Regions from separate parts of the Rattus norvegicus genome. Here region 1 is linked to region 2. A link is a contact called in public Hi-C data. All regions are on one chromosome and are shown on one strand. Each heading gives the region's core, a stretch centred on a gene start, on an enhancer-like site or on the middle of the called end of the contact. The rest is flanking DNA. Distances are from core to core; before and after follow the strand shown.

What was found. Hi-C and Micro-C count contacts between places; a contact is called where the count stands out from the background.
Region 1: a contact with region 2 is called in a Hi-C map of liver, with 4 times the contacts expected there. The contact joins the promoter of Prkaa2 here to the promoter of Fyb2 in region 2. A contact is called at or near these places in 6 of 12 Hi-C or Micro-C datasets (the A7r5 cell line, hepatocytes, kidney and 2 more).

The regions. Positions count from the first base shown.
Region 1 is chr5:125,106,663-125,110,113 of GRCr8, reverse strand. It overlaps Prkaa2 (protein kinase AMP-activated catalytic subunit alpha 2), which reads left to right and starts at 1,790. Exons shown (of 9, transcript NM_023991.1): 1 at 1,790-1,890. The coding sequence starts at 1,797.
Region 2 is chr5:124,904,277-124,907,829 of GRCr8, reverse strand. Fyb2 (FYN binding protein 2) reads right to left here and starts at 1,825. Exons shown (of 20, transcript XM_063261317.1): 1 at 1,464-1,825. The coding sequence starts at 1,472.

The DNA of each region.
Region 1 (3,451 bases), core at 541-3,040, 200 kb before region 2:
CTTCAGGTATGGAAGGATCGACCAACATTAAGTAAAGCAAGGAGAGAAGGGGGAGGGGGAGGCAGGGAGGAAGAGATTGCTTGATCATAAATTATTTGCCCACTGTTAATACTCTGGTCATGCTTTGGATTCTCTTTACTATTTTTTTACTTTCATCCTCAGTAATCCATTTCTTTAATTTGCACTTTTACATCATTTTTGTTTCCCACAATTCTTTGATCCCTTCTGTGTTTTGCATTTACCTGAACATGTGAATTATTTCCTATATTAGTATTTCTCCTTTGTCCAGTCACACACACACACACACACACACACACACACACACACACACACACACACACACACACACACACAAGTGCTGAAATATACTTAGGGCTCTGTTTGTGATTTATTGAGAAATTTTGTTTAAATTAGTTAGAATCGAGAGTCCTGGAGAGGGTGTCTTTTATCCCTATAACACGATTGTCTATATAACTGAATGAAGAAAAGAAATAGAAGGAGGGACATAATTGCTCCTGGCTACAGTGGATATGCTGGTTTGTCATTTGTCAAATTGACACAAGCTAGGGTTATTTGAAAGGAGGGAACCTCAATTGAGAAAATGCCTCCATAAGATGTAAGCTGTAAGACATTTTCTTAATTAGTGATCAATGGCCCATTGTAGGTAGTGCCATCTTTGGGCTGGTGGTCCTGGGTTCTGTAGAAAACCAGGCTGTACCAGCCCTGATGAGCCAGCCAGTAAGCAGCACCCTCCCGGTGCTAACCCCCCATGGCCTCTGCATCGGGACTGCCTCCAGGTTCCATGTACTGTTTGAGTTCCCATCCTGACTTCCTTCAGAGATGAACAGTGCTGTGGAAGTGTAACAATAATACCTGTCCTCCCCAACTTGTTTTTTGGCTATGGTGTTTTATCACAATGAAAAAAAACCTTAACTAACACAACGAAGAAGGCTTATTGTAGATAAACGAACGTACAGGCAGAAGCAGGGACGTTTAGGAGAGTCCAGGGTGAACATGGGCAGACTGAGCAGGGCTATGTGAGGAGAGAGGGGGAGTGGGAGCAAGAGAGGAGCCAGGCCTAGAGGGGTGGGTGGTCTGGGCTGAGAGATTAGCACAGCCAAAATGGCTGAATAATCTAGGGACCAGGGGACCTGAGGGAAGGGGCTGGAGTCCCTGGGCTGGAGAGTTCGGGGTAGGAGTCGAGGTATGGCAGGCAGGAGGACCCTATCCCAGTTAGGGACTGAGGGATGCTGAGAGAACCTGGCAGCCAGCGTCATCTTTGATATGTTAATGATAGGCGTCTCCTTGGGCAGTTTGTCCAGGGTTTCGACCTAACAATAACGTGACAAGGAACTACAAAATAAGCGTGAGTTCTAAAACAATGGGGTCGCTATCTGAGGAGGGTACGGACTAGAGCGTTCCCAGTCAAATAAACCTTGCCTGGGGGGAGCGTGCCAGGGGCTAGGGAAGGGCCGCCCTCCCCGCCTGGTCCTGCTGTCCTGAGGCACGTCTCATGGTCTGCACCCCCTCACCCCCACTTCTCTTCAGATTCTCCTTTCACCTCGGTCGCTCTCAGACTCATCCCTTCCATCTTCACCGCCGTGGGCTTTCCTCAGGACGCTTCGGGCTCTGCGCCTCCAGCTCGCGTCCACACACGCCGAGCCGCGCTCACCCTACCGCGCCCCAGGCGTCCCCGTCCCGCCCCCCGGGCCCGCTGCACTGTGGGTAGGCGGTGGCGGCGGCGGCAGCGGCGGCGGCGCTTAGAGCCCGCGGCCCGGGGAGGCCGCGCGCCGAACATGGCTGAGAAGCAGAAGCACGACGGGCGTGTGAAGATCGGACACTACGTGCTGGGGGACACCCTGGGCGTCGGCACCTTCGGCAAAGTGAAGAGTGAGTGCAGCGGCGCGGGCGCGGGGCCGGGTGGCAGGTGGAGCGCTCGCAGGCGAGCCCGGGGCACAGGCACCTGGCGCGGCAGCCGGGGCGTGGGTCAGGGGGACCCACGGTCTGAGCTGTGCCTTGGCGGGGGTGTCTGCGAGCACCCTGTCTTTTCTCTACCCGTCAGCTCACTTGTCTGCAGAATTGGGCGACTGGCCCAGTCCAAAGGGCCCCGAAGCGTGGGGAGGATGGGGTAGTCACGGCGCCGCGGATTGGGAGTGGGTCTCCCACTGGTGCCAAGCGCTCTGCCTGGAGCAGCATCTGTGGTCTCACTTAATCCTTTACGTGGCGTAGCCAGGGTGCGGTCCTCACCTTAAAGGTGAGAGAACGCGAGCTCCGAGGCTTCAGCGGCACGCCCAAGGTCACAGAGAATTGGCAGATTCAGGGTGAGGTCTAAAATGTCCTCCAATTTTGGCCTTGCCGATAAGGCCCCTGGCTTCCCCAGATTCTTCCCTGTCCCAGGCCTTTGATGGTGGAGTTGACTAGGGGCATGCCTAGAGCTGAGAGGTGGCGAGTCCCCTCTGCTGGGTGTGTGAAAACGCTGGAATGCAGCTGGTTGGGCAGAGGCTTTAGGGGAACCCCAGCTCTGCAGGTTGATTGGTGTGTGTAAATTGGTTCTAGGAAGACTTCTGGGGTCAGGGTCTGGGAAAAATGTTCCTTGGTAATGGAATTTGGGTCCCCAAGATGTCAGACTTGCTTAGGCAAGGCGTTTGTTTGATGGCAAATTGTGGGTTTTGGGGGGAAAAAAAAACAGGTTGCTTTTGAAATTTCAACTCCACTTACTAGTTAAGTATTAAACTTTGCTTTGTTTTCTTATTAGTTAATAAGAGTCACATGGGTTTGGTTTGATTACCAGCTCTTGTTAAGAAGATACTTGGTAGCGAGTTGAGAATTAAAAGTGAAACGTTAGCTTTTTTTGTTGAATAAATAGTGGGTAAGCAGTCTGGGAATTTTATGCTAAGGCATATTTTTCACATTTTAACCTCCAGTGAAGACTTGAATAGAAGGCAGGGACTCATCATTCCTGCGAGGATTAACTCCTCTCGGTCTATCTAATACCCATTTGTACAATGAGAAACACTGCTTATTGAATGCTCTTACCACATGCGAGTTACTGTTCCAGGCAACAGAGTTCTAGGAAAGCAAAACCTGAGCTTTCTTGGGACTTTTCCGAGAGGGAAATGCAATCAGAATACACGTGAAAAATGTATGCTCCCTCCTACTGAGAAAGGCAACTAGGGGAAGAAAGGATGGGGACTTTAGTTAGGCAGATTATATTAAGGTGGTCACACATGGTCTCACCAAGTGGGTATTTTTGTAAAGACCTAAAATGTTCGTAAAGTTATTTGAAGTCTTATGAAATCGGGATCTTGTAAGAACTGTGGATAGTCGTGAGATGGTCCAGAGATTTGATGGGTGATGTTGACACCATCTTTGCTGAGAACTGCTTTGCTGGATTGGCAGTACAAAGTTATGCAAACGGCTGCTTTGCCATTTAGGGTAAGTTATATAACTT
Region 2 (3,553 bases), core at 576-3,075:
GGAAGCAAATAGGTCCTTTCGTACTTTTTGTACATTCTGACCGTTCTGCTGGAGTAATTAATCCTTGCTCGTGCTGCCAGGCTTGGAGTTGGCACCCAGGAGCCAACCTGAGCCTAGGCCCTAGCCCTGCTCTGACTGATGGTGCCATCCCGTGAAGCAGTACCGTACTGTCCTTCAGCTTCCTCACCTAAAAACCCCGGAGACAATGACCTCCAGGTCTTTGTCCTATCAGGTTGATAAGCAGACATAGTGGTGGGCAGTTCAGATCCTGGTTAGCCAGAGAGGGCAGAATGTAAATTGTCTTCTCTTTTTTTTTTCCTGAATCCACATGGATCAGTTCAGCCTGGCAGGTGGCCAGCATGGAAGAAGGTCCCAAAAGTTGACCAATAGAAGATGGCATGGTGACACATGCCTGTAATTCAAGCATTTGAAAGGTTGAGGCCAGTCTGGGTTGTAAAGTAAGACCTTTTCTAAATAAAAACAATTTCCCCCACCCCAGTAAAAGAATGAGTTTCTAAACATGGTAGCGCCACAAGTGGGCTGGAACTGGCATCCTTGGCTCCCCTTCTCCAAAGCTCAACTGAGTGATGTGAACTGCCAGAGATACAAGTGTTGGCAGAAATACAAGAGTCCCTTTAAAACTCCGGAGCTGTCCTTGCCCAGCCACAGATGAATGGTCCACCATTCTAACTGTAAACCAAACATCTGGGTGGGAAGTGATGCAATTTCAGGAGTAAATAACTTTCTTCCAAATATTTAATAGAGACACAGCACAACATCTTTATATGCTTCTGCAGAATGAAAGCCACTAACAGAACAGCAGGGCAAGGATTTGAGACGATGGGGTTAGCCAGGCAAAATCTCTAAATATGCCAATAGCATTCAGCCATTCAAAGTCGTTCAAAACCTCGTGTTGCTTTTGTCAAAACCAAAAACCTCCAGGGTCCCCCTGTGTGACTCTGACTGGTTTTAGCCTTTCAACACTCCAGCCTCTGCCTCTGGAGCCTTCACACGCCTCGGCTCAACTTTTTTCATGCACCTTCAGTCTCAGAGAAGGGAGATTCCCTAAGGCTCAAGGGCACTAGCACTTTCGTCCCAGACCACAGAGTTCATAGGGAAGAGCGATGTAAAAATGCCACAGGGCATACCACTTACCACCTTTTCCCACAGTCATGCTCTGTCCTTGAACTTGGATACCCATCTGCCACCGCAGAGGACAGAGAAAGAAAGTCAACAATGAAGTGACAGGCACTTGAACTGTGGCTTGGGTTATAGACAGAGTGCCTCCGGTTCTGTAGAGACACAGGACACGGGACTCCTGAGCAAGGCCAGCATGCCAGTTTCATCAGGATACCTGTTTGTTCGGCCCAGGGCACACGGGGCAGCTCTTTCCCTAGGACTTTCTCCTTTGGAAGGAACTAAAGTTCGCAAGGTGACAGTCCACACGCAAGCGGGTGCCTTACCTCTTCCATTGTGGTCCTCCGAGGCTCCGACTGGGAGACAATGCCAGCTTCCCAGAGCTGGATCTTGGGGCCAACAACGCTCCCTCCTCCGCCCGCCAGCGTGCAGTCACTTCCCCTGTCCGGGACAGGCTGGAACCGGGACTCTCCACCTGCTCCACCTGGGCAGTGGCTCCTCCCTCCCTCAGGGCTGGGAGTGGGCGGGCCTCCATCCTCCCAGTTGGACCTGCTGCATAGGGGTAGGGGGAGGTGTGTGGGCAGAAGGCTTTGCCCGCTGCTCCCAAGGTTTCCTTGTCATCACTCCCTCTGCAAGGGTTTCACTTTGTGTCTGCGTCGGGTCCTCTCCCATCACATCCCATCCGGGGGAGTTTCTGGGAGCTGAGTACATCTTATCACTAAAGTTAGATTGAAAAGCTCAGGACACTGTGATCTCCTTTAGTGATACCCTCGCCCAACTCCGCCCCTGCTGGTGGCTACTTAATTTCACAAAAGCTGCTCAGGGCCCCAAGAAAAGAAAACTCTGAAGTGTGGCTAATCGGGCAGGTGCGTTTGATGGGGGTGTGAGAGGACGATGAAATAAATTATACTTGTTATACCTGTTTTAAAGACAGGTATGGTCCCCAGTGTTTGAATGCATGGATCCCTTTAACTCTTACAAGTAGCCCTGGCATATCCAACTGTCCTCCTTTTAGCAGGGCAGGAACTGGAGCTTAGAGGAGATGCCTTTATCTAGCTTGGAGTGACTCTGGTAGGATGCTGAAGGAAAGAGGCTCTGATTGACTAATGATGACTTTCGGTTCTGATTTCTTTGCCATTTCCTTCCAGAGCCGGTCCTGGCTGGAAACCCAAACTTCAGTTCCTAGATTTGGGGAGGGGCGGATCTCCCAACTGTCATGGGGATTGGAGGTGGGCAAGGTGAATGACCTGTGCTTTGATTTATATATAGTCTGCTGAGTTTTATTAGGTTTTTTTTTTTTTTTTTTTTTTTTTTTTGTGGGGGAAAAATCTGTTTGTGTTTGTTTGTTTGGTGCAGAGTTTCCCACTTAGGCTACCTTCAGACTTGCATATTTAACTTGGAATGGCCTCCGAGCAAATCATTATTGTTGTTTTCTCTCTATATTGCTCCGGCTACCTTGGACTCACTGTGTAGACCAGGTTGGCCTCAAACTTATAGAGATCCACTTCCCTATGCCTCCCTAGTGCCATGATTTAAGGCATTGATCACCATGCCTTGGCTTTCAAAGTCTTAAAAACACGATTCCCCTGTCTTGACAGGAGGAGAGTAGGAAGGAAGTACCCGCTTGTTTATCCCCTAAGAGGTAACCGACTGCAGGACTTTCGTTTTGCTCAGCGCTGCTCACTGCCATGTTTGCTGTCTTTCCTCAAGGCCAAGGGTCATTTGCTCAGCGCTCTGGTCCTCTATATCCAGGTATACTTCACAGCTCTGAGCCTCAGGGGCCTTTGGGCCGCCAACATCCCCATGGTCCCAACGCAAGGGCTCCCCCTGGTGGCGTCAGGACAGCCTACATGGCAGAGTGTTAAGCAGGGCTTCAGGGTTACCCAACAACCCACCTAGATCCAGAGGCTCCTAGAGGTTATCTGGTTTGGCCCTGAACTAGTTAGAGTGGTGAGTTCTAGTGTATACTAGGAACCTACATAAAACTTGGGTGAGGGAATTATCTTTCCAGTAGATAAAAGGCTTGGCCTCCTCCTCCATCCGTTGGGCTCCTTTGGACTTTCCTGGCTTTTCTGTACTTCCTACTGTCTACTGTAGCTAATGTTTAGAAGCTAGGATCTGCATATGAACAAGGAGATGGTATTTTTTCTTTCTAAGCCTGGATTATATGAATTTTATAACTTGGTTTTGCTTTACAACTGAATGCAATTCCACCATGTATGTGCTCCCCATTTCATTACCAGTTCGTGTATTGATGGACATCTAGGCTGATTTTTGTTTTAAGAGAGAGAAAGAATATGATGTTGGGTGAGTAGGAATGGCAAGATCTGGGAGGAGTGGGGGAGGGGAAAGACTATAACAAAATATATTGTATAATTTTCAAATTAATTAGCCCTTCTGTGTGCATTTTGCCTCC